4 separate regions of the Sus scrofa genome follow, and regions 1, 2 and 4 are each linked to region 3. A link is a contact called in public Hi-C and HiChIP or PLAC-seq data. All regions are on one chromosome and are shown on one strand. The core of a region is the stretch at or near the end of the contact, and the rest is flanking DNA. Distances in the headings are between cores, read along the strand shown.

Evidence for each region. A called contact is a pair of places that touch in the nucleus more often than the background predicts. HiChIP or PLAC-seq counts read pairs in DNA pulled down with a chosen protein or histone mark.
Region 1: a contact with region 3 is called in an H3K27ac HiChIP or PLAC-seq map of alveolar macrophages. The contact joins two enhancer-like sites. A contact is called at or near these places in 1 of 47 Hi-C or Micro-C datasets (embryonic fibroblasts) and 1 of 2 datasets of contacts at active chromatin or transcription factors (alveolar macrophages).
Region 2: a contact with region 3 is called in an H3K27ac HiChIP or PLAC-seq map of alveolar macrophages. The contact joins two enhancer-like sites. A contact is called at or near these places in 1 of 47 Hi-C or Micro-C datasets (embryonic fibroblasts) and 1 of 2 datasets of contacts at active chromatin or transcription factors (alveolar macrophages).
Region 4: a Hi-C map of embryonic fibroblasts shows a contact between it and region 3, with 3 times the contacts expected there. The contact joins two enhancer-like sites. A contact is called at or near these places in 1 of 47 Hi-C or Micro-C datasets (embryonic fibroblasts) and 1 of 2 datasets of contacts at active chromatin or transcription factors (alveolar macrophages).

What each region holds. Positions count from the first base shown.
Region 1 is chr10:66,263,392-66,266,091 of Sscrofa11.1, forward strand. No RefSeq gene overlaps it. Among named protein-coding and RNA genes, the nearest start is that of KLF6, 220 kb to the right of the region's middle. Within about 2 kb of position 1,305, at least 18 of the 83 cell types and tissues checked have an H3K27ac peak or open chromatin away from gene starts, as enhancers often do. A contact at or near this core is called in alveolar macrophages, where this site is marked.
Region 2 is chr10:66,188,455-66,191,154 of Sscrofa11.1, forward strand. No RefSeq gene overlaps it. Among named protein-coding and RNA genes, the nearest start is that of KLF6, 300 kb to the right of the region's middle. Within about 2 kb of position 1,382, at least 4 of the 83 cell types and tissues checked have an H3K27ac peak or open chromatin away from gene starts, as enhancers often do. A contact at or near this core is called in alveolar macrophages, where this site is marked.
Region 3 is chr10:66,775,793-66,778,492 of Sscrofa11.1, forward strand. No RefSeq gene overlaps it. Among named protein-coding and RNA genes, the nearest start is that of PITRM1, 220 kb to the right of the region's middle. Within about 2 kb of position 1,354, at least 19 of the 83 cell types and tissues checked have an H3K27ac peak or open chromatin away from gene starts, as enhancers often do. A contact at or near this core is called in alveolar macrophages and embryonic fibroblasts, where this site is marked.
Region 4 is chr10:66,133,379-66,136,078 of Sscrofa11.1, forward strand. No RefSeq gene overlaps it. Among named protein-coding and RNA genes, the nearest start is that of KLF6, 350 kb to the right of the region's middle. Within about 2 kb of position 1,378, at least 27 of the 83 cell types and tissues checked have an H3K27ac peak or open chromatin away from gene starts, as enhancers often do. A contact at or near this core is called in alveolar macrophages and embryonic fibroblasts, where this site is marked.

The DNA.
Region 1 (2,700 bases), core at 55-2,554, 510 kb before region 3:
TGCAGGTTTGATCCCTGGCCTCGCTCAGTGGGTTAAGAATCCCGCGTTGCCGTGAGCTGTGGTGTAGGTCACAGACGTGGCTTGGATCTGGCGTTGCTGTGACTGTGGTGTAGGCTCACGGCTACAGCTCCACTTGGACTGCTAGCCTGCGAACCTCCATATGCCTAAATAGCAAAACTAAATAAACAAATAAAATAAAATGAACCAAATACTACTCTTAAAATATCATATTTCTAGTCTTGGGTTTTTGTCTGCTTTATTTTTGAAGCAAGATTTCCGGCAGGGTTTTTTTTTCTCCTATTTACTACTTAAGCGGGAAAAAAATGTTATCACTCATGACAAAAATGCAGACACATTAGGTCTGAAAGATAGAGGGTGTTTCCTACGACTTCCTTAATGTAAAGATGAGGATGCAGGTGGGTGCTTGACAAGCCTGGGACCGCAGTTCGCTCCAGAAAGTCAGGCCACCTTCTGGCGCCGCATCCCGAGACTCATTTCTGAGCAGCAGTTACTGCTGAAGATCCTAAAGCTTGGAGATGAAACAGGAGCAGGCCTGGCCATGAAATGCCATCCCCAGGTCCACTCCTGGGAGGTACGCTGAGCCCCTTCTTTGTCCCGTTGGATGTTAGGTTCACATCCATCCGCTGGGGACGTGGGAGAGACTGGACAAAGGTGTGTTCGAGCCTGGCTCCATCCAGAGTCGTGCGCTCTGGAACATGGCACCCCACCCCCCCAAGCCTAAATTTCTGAAAAGGGCAGCATGATATTCTGTTTTGTTGTAAAAATGATACCTGGGAGATACATGCAGCCTGAAAGGTGTCCCCCGAAATTCACATGTTGACACTCGACCCTCCTGGTGCTGCCGAATGTGACATGTGTGGAGACAAGTTCTTTTAAAAGGTAATTAATTAGAACGAGGTCATTGGGGTGACCCTAACCCACAGGGCTGGTGTCCTTGTAAGAAGAGGCCAGGACACAGGCTCACAGAGGGGTGACCATGTGAGCACGTGGCAGGGGTTGGGGAGTGGGGGAGATGGGGTCCACCCGCCCAGGAGAGAGGCCTCAGGGGACCCAGCCCGGCCCCCACCGTGATCTAAGACCCCTGGCCTCTAGAACTGGGGGAGAATCCGCGGGTAGGCCCCCCGTCTGTGGTCTTTCGCTGTGGCAGCCCTGGCAGACTGACGTGACCTCTCAACAGAGTAAGTGCACCAAAGGCAGAGACAATCTCCCTAACACCAGGGCCGCCTCCACCCAGGGCAGAGGCCCTGGCCCCGAATACGTGCTTAGCGAGCGGAGGCGGGAGACCAGGCCACTCGCCTCACGACTTACTCTATTCACTTCCTGTTTGTCCCATCACTGCAAAGGGCGTCGCGTTGACAAGTTTCCTGTTTTTGCAGAAATTTTATTATTATTCTCTATAGAGGTGTTTTTCTCCAACTCTATGTTTCTCTTTCAGCAAGGAAGGAAGGACATTGAACGAGGAAGACAGATATCAATCACCAATTATATAAGAATCTGAGCCAACAGATAAACAAATCCACCATATCATAAAAACGTAAACTCAGGACGTGAGCCACTGAGAATGAACTCAGAGCCATCCCGCTGTTCCAAGACCTCAGGCAATCATTTCCCTGTGATAAGCCTCTGCTTCCTCATCTCCGAGTACGGCGTCGGGGTCAGTCTCTAAAGTCCCTTCAACCTTTGATTCCTGACTCAGTGTTTAAGGCCTCATTGAAACCAGCAGAATTAAAATAGCGACCGATACGCCTGACACTGATGTGGTGACCACATCAGGTGACCACAACGGCCTCGGTCTGGAGAGGAAGGTCAGTGACCCATGGAAAGGTAGCTGCGGAAGCTTGGCTGTCAGCAAATGAGGCACGTCTTCCAGGTTCCCTCGCGGTGCTCAGGTGCTGCGGGAAAAAGGTGTTAATCAGGGCCCAGCTTCCAAAATGAAAAGAATACGTATCATATCAAGCCGTGTAAAGCCATTCTGAGACCTTTATCGCGGCCTTCACCGACTCCCAGTGTCTCATGCGGGAAGGTGGCTCCTCATTTAGAAAACATTCTTCCTGACCGGTGAACTTTCCCAGTTGCATACATATAGTATGCATGGGAATGTACATATTTCTACAAATGTGCATGTATAAATACATTATAATATTAATGTATAAATTTATTGTTATTATTATATATATATTGGTATGTCTCTGCACAGAGCTGATAGTCAATATAAGATCAGCATATCCTAGACAAGCAGATAGCATTGGCAGTTAAGTTATACACAAATAAATATGTATTCAAATACTGTAATATACATAGTAAATATTATATGAATTCATCCGGGTTAAAATCCAGACTCCTCCACTTAACTGTACGTGAAATTACATAATTTTCCTACACTTGTACTTCAATACCACTCGACTCAAAAAATTTTGTAAAAGATAATTCTCTTTGTGTAGCTGTTGTGTTTTTCTTAATTAGCCTTTCAAATGTATTGATATTTGAAAGTAAGGAATCTGTTCTCTCCCGAGTCTTGTTCTACAAAATTCACTCGCAGTCGCTTCTCTCAGAAACATCCTTTTTCTCTCTCTTTTCCTCTCTCCCTCTCTCTCTCCGCCAGGGTCATCACCCAAGCTCTGCCTCCCACAGGGCACGTGAGGCCATTTAAATTTAAACTTATTAAAATTTAAATGAAAG
Region 2 (2,700 bases), core at 132-2,631, 590 kb before region 3:
CCCGGATGCTCTGCCCCAGCCTGCACACCTGGCGGTGCCCCTCTGCCATCTGGATGAGCACCTGTTCCCTTCACCATGGTCTTTAATAAGCTGGAGAACACCGGCGCTTCCCCGGTGCCATGAGCCGCGCTAGCGGGAGAATGTCACTGGAACCTCTGACCTTAGCCAGGAGATCAGAAAGAGAGGTGACAAGCTGGACTTGGGACTGGCATCCACAGTGTGTGTGTGTGTGTGGCGGGGAGACTCCTGTGGGACTGAGCCCTTCCCCTGTGGGGTGTGACACGTCATCTCCAGATAAACGGGGTCAGGATTGAGGAGCCTGTCCGACCGCCAGCCAGGGTGGCGTCCTCCCCACACACGTCCGGCGACCAGGAAGGTGAGAGGTGCAGGGTGCAGGTGAGAGTGTTGTGGGTGAAGAGCGAGGGGACTCACCGGAGAGAAAGACCCGGCGAGAGGAGCTGGGCGTTCCCTGCACAGAAGGAAAAGCTGTAGGTTTTTGCGATGACAAAACCCCCGCAGAAACGGGCAACCTGGGCTCGAGCTCCCAGTGCTGATGCCCTGAACCTCCTTTCTTGAAGCTCAGGGGAAAGAAAAGAAGAGAATCCACGGTGAGGAAGAAACTCAGGTCGAATTGCAGAGAACCGGGAGCATGCTCCTGTGGGGGTTCGCAGACGGCTTGGGGTGTGGGAGGGTTCACCCCCAACCCAGGAAGCTTACTCGGGCCCCTCGTGTGACTCTTTGCTCCCCTTTCCTGCGGGAACCTGCTCCTTCCGTGGCTACCAGGGCCTTTTCTCTGCCCCAAGAGCTCGGCCTCCACCGCCTGCACGTTGGCGTCTCCCCACGGCAACACCAGCCCAAACCTCACACGCACAGACTGTTTCTGAGCACGTTAGCCCCCGCCAGGCCTCGGGTCACACCTGTTCCTCAAACTGTGTTCAGGCAACACCTGGGTCCCCGGGAGCAGGTTAGAGATGCAGGCTCTCCAGCCCATCGCAGGCTGAGCGGTCAGAATCTGCGTTCTAACAGGAAGCCCCAGGTAACCGTGCACAGTGAGGTTTGGGAGGCACCTGTTAAAGTGCCTGGACCCCTTCCTCGCAGCATCCGTCCTTGTTAAGGGCAGAAAGGCAGCGTGGGCGAGGCCTGCCCCCTTCTCCCCGGCTCACTCAAAGCTGCTGCTGCGTCCCTGGCGGGGTCCCACCTCCCCGTGGACAGCCCTGTGCTCCCCTCTTCACTGCCCCCGGCCGCCTGGTCCTGCTCTTCCTTCTGGACAGTTCTCCTCTCCTTCGACCCCAAGGCTCCTCTCCGAAGCAGCTGGACAGAGTGGGTGCTGCCTGCCCACGTTTTCACCAGATCCACTGCTGTCACGAGGCTCACACTCACCAGAGCGACCTTGTTGTGTAATGATTTAAATTATGTGACTCAGGAGTTCCCGTCGTGGCTCAGTGGTGACAAACGGGACTGGTATCCATGAGGACACGGGTACAATCCCTGGCCGCACTCAGTGGGTTAAGGATACGGCACTGCCGTGAGCTGTGGTGTAGGTCGCTGATGTGGCTCGGATCTTCAGTTGCTGTGGCTGTGGTGTAGGCCAGCGAATACAGCTCCGATTAGACCCCTAGCCTGGGAACTAATGTGCCACAGGAGAGGCCCTAAAAAAGCAAAAGCAAAAAAATAAAAAAAATAAAATAAAAATAAAAATTTAAAAATTTCCAATACAAATAGACCCTATACTGTCTTCACATCTCTCGGTTTCTCCTTGGAGCCCACCTCCAGGCTGCTTTTTTTTTTTTTTTTTTTTAATTTAGCAAAATATTTTTTAAATTTTAAAATTTATTTCAATGATTTTTTCCCATTATAGCTGGTGTACAGTGTTCAGTCAATTTTCTACTGTACAGCAAAGGTGACCCAGTCACACTTACACATATACACTGTTTTTCTTAAATTATCCTCCATCATAAGTGACTAGATACAGTTCCCGGTGCTATACAGCAGGATCTCATTGCTCATCCATTCCAAAGGCAATAGTTTGCATCTGCGAACCCCAAATTCCCAGTCTATCCCAATACCCCCGCCCCCCGCCCTGGCTTAATGGGGGGGGTGCCCTTTCAGTAAAACACAACTATTTCCTCCCTGCTTGAGGAATTCACAGGCCATTTATACTCAGTGTTGTGGACCATCGAAAGAGCTGGAAGCAAGCGTTATTTGACCAAGTGATTTACAGTGATGTTGCAAAGATACAATATAAATAGAAAAAACAGGATAATCAATAAGGATGCAATCCCTTAGCATAAATCAGCTTTGCGCACTTAGCTTATCAATGGATGCCTAACTTCAGAGGCAAAGTAAGAAAAAGAAAAGCAAAAATCCCAGTTGAAAAACAACCAAACACCCCTTTCTAGAGCTCTAGGATGAATGAATTAAGGAAATAAACATACCTTCTTGGGCTTTAGCTAAACCAAAGCACTGTTTTCAAAAAGACTAATTCTGGTGTGGTTGACATAACATAGGAGATGTGACCTGGAATTGAAAAATACTGCTGCTTAAGCAAGATCCGTCTTCTACATGTAGCGCTGTTTATAGGCAAAAAATCCATCCTACTCTAGTTTTAAACTGGAAATCGAACCCATGATTTGCCAAACAAATTCTCAACCGCGCGGGGCTAGGTCACTGTCTAAATTGCTCACGGTTGAAGATCTTGCC
Region 3 (2,700 bases), core at 104-2,603:
TTCCACGAGGGGAACAGCCTGGGCCTTTGGGAACGGAAGCAGGACCCTCTCGGGCCTCTGGCCCCGTGGGAAAAGCTGGCTCAGCGACATCTGAAACCCTGGCGGCTGCGGTTGTCCTGCCCCAGACTCCCAGGCACTGTGCTGACTGCTCGCAAGAGCGCAGTGAGTCAGGCATTTCGGGAGCATTTTTCAAAAGGGGAAACCCCTCCCTCCCCGAAATGTGACTCTCTAATGAAAAGAGACAGTGTCAAAACACCAACCGACTCCTCCACTCTCGGGTTCCTTTCATTCTTCCTGACTGAGACTCTTTTGAAGACTGGTTTGAACTCTCGGAGGCCTGAAACCCAGTCCTGTTGCAAAGCAAGAAGCCGCGTTCTCTTTGGGCTGGAATGTGAGCAGACAGGCCCCACCTACCACCTCCTCTAATCAGAGGGCCAGGCCCCAGGCCAAGAGGAGCACAACCTGCTCTGCAGACTTAGGTAGAAATGCGCTGAACCTGAGTTTAAAAAAGAAAAGGGGAGTTTCCATTGTGGCGCAGTGGAGACGAATCCACCTAGCATCCATGAGGTTGCGGGTTTGATCCCTGGCCTCCCTCAGTGGGTGAAGGATCCGGCCTTGCGGTGAGCTGTGGTGGAGGTCACAGATGCAGCTTGGATCCCACGTTGCTGTGCTGGCATAGGCTGGCAGCTGTAGCTCGGATTGAACCCCTAGCCTGGGAACCTCCATATGCTGTGGGTGCAGCCCTAGAATAGACAAGAGACAGAAAAAAAAAAAAAAAAAAAAAGCCAGGGGGAGAAGGGAAGAAGGGAGGGAGAGAGGTTCCCGTAGGAGGCCTCTGCTTGGGTTGCAGTCTTCCCAGAACCAGCCCGGGCTCCTGAAGCCTGGGGAGGTTGTGTCACACGTGCCCTCCCCCATCGAGGAAAAGTCCTCGGGTCTTCAGGGCTGGTGTTCTGCTCGGGCTGGCCTGGCCGACCCTGAGTCCGTCTCCACGTCCTTGCTCACATCTGACCGAGGCTGGGCACTTTCTCTCAGGAGAAAGAAGAGGAGGAGCCGGTCCCATGTGCTGCTGGCTGCTTTGGGTTAGATGATTCAGCTCGTTTTTGTGGATTTCCCAAGACACTTTCTGAAACTCTGTTGAAAAAATCTGTGTGATCTTGTAACAAATTAAACAAAAGACAAACCACAAGGGCCTGCCTGTTTGAATAGCACACCCACAAAAACTCTGCTTCTCCCGGCCTGTTGTGGAGGAGAAGCTGGGCAGGAGCATCAGCTAAATTCTAACTTCCTCGCCCCCCAGCTCTGCACAGCCTTCCTGGCGGCTTCCTGGGAGCTGGGGAGGGGCGGGTACCTTGTCGTCAGCCCAGGAGCACGCCAGCACACGGCCTGCCCGTGGACCACCTCGCCGACTGTGCCGGGTGCCTCGATGGCCAGCTCCCGTTTTAAATGAATCGGGGCTGGAGGGAAATGTGTGTGCTTTGTATTCCGTTTCAGCTTTAGGCGCTCAGTAGCATTTTCTATATATTCCCCTTAACAATGAGAAGCATGACTCCTCCGTTTCGTTGCCGTCTGTTTTCTTCCCCACGCACACACATTTCTTCAGCAGCTGAGTCACAGCAACACCGTAAGCGCCCGCGTGCTCTCACCAGCCAGGCTTTCCCAGCACACTTCATGCAGATGGAATTTCTCGCATCCCCACCCCCGATGCCCTCCTTCCGTGTGGATGTTGGAGTTGTGGTTGGGTGTTCGCCTCTGGGCCGCTGCTGTTATCTCCAGGGAGCCATCGCAACAAAGAAACATGTATTTCCAAGATGCGCAGCCCTGCCCAGCCCAGGAGCGTGGCTTATCCAGCCATCACGCCCAAGACAGAGGCGCCCATTCACAAGCACAGCCACCCTCCTCTCCCTGGAGAGGAGCTTCCCCGGCGTCGGGGAGATGCCCTGTCTTGCAGGGTGGGTTTTGAAATGTGCGATTCTGCGAAGCAGCGGCAAGGACAGTATCCTTTGCTCTTTCTTGGGTAGGCTGTTTTGTTGCCACTGTTACTCCTAGGCCGCCTCGAGAACAGCAGGCTCAGCCCTTAGAGAATTCTCAGATTGGAAGGAATGCACAGACTCAGAAATCTAACACACACACACACACACACACAGAAGGCGGGGCCTCGTGTGTTTTGCCAAAAACCATCTAGAATTTCCTGTTTTCCAAGTCTAGGATGTTACTTTACCTTTTGGGATCAGGTTTTCCATGTTCCTGGGATCTGGAACTTTCTATTTCTGACTTCTCTGAGGATGTATGAAAGACATTCAGTGGGCGTCTTGTAAAAACTGTACTGTTTCTCCCCCTTTTTGAAAAAATTTGAGATATAGTTGATTTATAACATGTTTCAGTTGTACAGCATAGAGATTCATAATTTTTAAAGGTTATACGTCACTTATAGTTATTACCAGTGTTACCTAATTCCCTGTGCTGTACAAGATAACATTGTAGCTTATTTATTTTATATACAGTAGTTTGTACCTCTTAATCCCTTCCTCCTGTCTTGCTCCTTCCCCCACTGGTAACCACTAGTGTCTTCTCTGTATCCATGGGTCTTTTTCTTTTTTGTCATGTTCACTGGTTTGTTTTAGATTCCACATACAGGTGATGGCATACAATATTTGTCTTTGTCTTAGTGAAAGTGACTTCTGTCAGTAAGCATGATGCCTC
Region 4 (2,700 bases), core at 128-2,627, 640 kb before region 3:
CTTTCTGTGTTCAGCCTCAAAGCAAGAACAGCACTGGGAACGCGCCAGGCACCCCGGCCATCCTGGTTGGGCTTCCCTCTCCTCTCGGGGCTCTTCCCCCCCAGGCCCTCGGGCAGTGACCTGGGAAGGCCAGGGAGATCACGGTGCCAGAGGGGAGTCACCGAGTGAGACCTGCTCACCTGCAGGGCAGGCCTGCCCCTCCGCAGGCCGCAGCGAGATCTGCGAAGCTGGTCCTAACCAGCCCAATAGCCCATTGTGACCTGTGCTGACTGACCCCCAAGACATGCCACTTTCCCAGGGACTTTCAAGTACATTGTCACAACTCCGAAATAGCCACAGGATCGGTTCTATTCCTATATTTGAGTTGAGAACACCAAAGTTTCTTAAAATTATGCATATTTTATATTGATAAAAATAGTGCATGTAGCTGTAGAACCATCACACCGGGTAGCTAATCAATCAAGATAATAATAGAGCGATAGTACATGTTATTCAGTCTTAAGCGGTGCCTGTAACCACATCGAACAATAAATATGAAGTCAGAACAGCTCAAGTTGCAAACTTGAAACGCTCCAAGAAAGTATGGTAATAGCAAAGCCCATGAAGAATATACGTGTGGGGTCAAAGCAGAGCCTGCGGGACCGAGGGAGATGTGTGGGAAACTGACTTGCCCTTTTCTTCCATTAAAGGGCAGGTTTTCTGAAAAAAAGATGGTTCAATTTCCTCCCTCCAAGCTGCCTTTTTAAAATAACATAACATAACACATGTTTTGACACAACTCCACATGACTCAGAGGCCTTCTTAAAATAAGACCAGACTGCATTCGTGGAGACTGAGTCACCTCTAACCTCCTGAACTTGCCGAGGATTCGGATCCAGGATGTATGTTCGTCCCTCAGAGGCGATGGGAAGGTTCTGGGGGCAGCGCACCTGGCCTTCAGTCAAGTGTTTTATCCCTGGCACTGCAAACAAGCGGGGTTTTTCTGCCTTTCGCATCGCCTCGCCAGGAACGAAAGACAGCATGTCAAACTGTGGTTTCCAGGGTAAACAAATAAAGACGACCCACTCCAGAAAATAAACGATTCCCGGAATGATTTTTAAAAGGAAGGACAACGTCGCGTGGGGACGTATGTGGCGCTCATCCAGTCCGGGCCTTCTGCAAGCGCCGCAGCCCCGAGAGGCAGGGGCGTCTTCTGAGTTAATTGCAGCGGGAGACACGTCCTTCTCCGGGACCCAGAAAACTTCCCGGTAGAAGTCCAGCGCCGTTGGGCGTTTTTCTTCTGAGTAAAGGTTGGGAACTCAAGGCGCCTCGGGCCCACGCCCACTGGTCTACGCTGCCTTCACCCAGCGCAAGCGCGCGGGTTCCCCTGGCAGGATTCCGCACAAAAAGCTGACAGGCCTGTGCGTTCGGCGGCACAGCCCTCGTGCAGCGGGACCGGGACGCTCACCCTTGAACGTGGGCGATCTGGCGTTGAGTCCTTTCTCCCCCAAGCTGCCGCCCCCGCGTTCTTTATGTGAAGAAGTGACCCTGAGTCACGTAGAGTTCGGATGCGCAGAAGGCGGGCTCATGCCTGTGGACATTTTCCCAGGCCTTGAGGACGGTCGCCGGGACTGCTGTTAACAACAGCGGGACCGCAGCGCTCATGACCGAGCCGCCTGGACTCCACCGGCACGGCTGTCCCCGCGGGCTGAGCCAGTGTCCTTAGCGACCGGGGCGGCGGCTGGACAACTGCGATCACGCCCGGTGAGGGATGGCTCTCGCCCAGTCGCCCTTGCGTGGCATCTCTATCCCCCGTTTTTAAGCCCCGGCCGGCCTGAGACCCGGCCCCCACCCCCACCAGGCCCTGGTTCAGAACAGCGGCCTTGGAGGCTCCGCGCCTGCCCTTCAAGGCGCCCCAGCGCCCTGGCCGCACCCCCGACCGATGGCACTGACGCACAGTCGGGCTGTGAAGGCAGCGCTTCTCGCTCACCCGCTCCCGGACGTGGAACGGAGAGAAAACGCCCCCCTGAAAGAGCCACCTTCCAGATGTGCCCGGCTCAGGGCCGGCCCCGAGTGTCACGTCCTGGTGGGAAGTGACTGCGTGTGTTTTGTTCAGATCCAAGGCCCTGTTGACAAAGCCGTGCTGCAGGTGTCCCCCTGAAATGGTCACACGGTGACCTTCCCTGGTCAAAGAGGCCTCTAAATGGTATCCCGGGTCTCGTCTCCCGTGCACATCTGAAGGTCTGCTGTTTCGGAGAGGGCAGTGCCCTGGTCACGGAGATTTAAAGCACCCTGTGGGGTCAGATTTTAACAGGAACCCAAATAATAGCAACCCCTTTCTTTGTTGGCCACCCCCAGGGCTCACTCTGGATGTTTTTAATAGCAAGGGACCTCATCTAGCCGTCCATGAGGCTAACTGATTTCTATACCTTTTTCTCTTCTATCCCCCCCACCTCCCGCTCCCCATTCCCCGCCCCCCCCCTTATTCAATTAAAAGAATCAGCGAGCCCTTTGGCTCCCTTTTCCTGGAGCAAACTTTTTCACAAACTTTTTTTAATTTACTCAAAGGAAGAGTTTAAAAAATGCTGAAGCATAGCATGCACACACCACATGCATAAGAAGACGCAGCAAGACCGCTGCGGTTGTCCAAGAGGATCCTGCGGCCAGGGCTGCCTGGCGGCCCCAGCGGACATAGGGCTAAGCCCACGGGGTCACATCTGG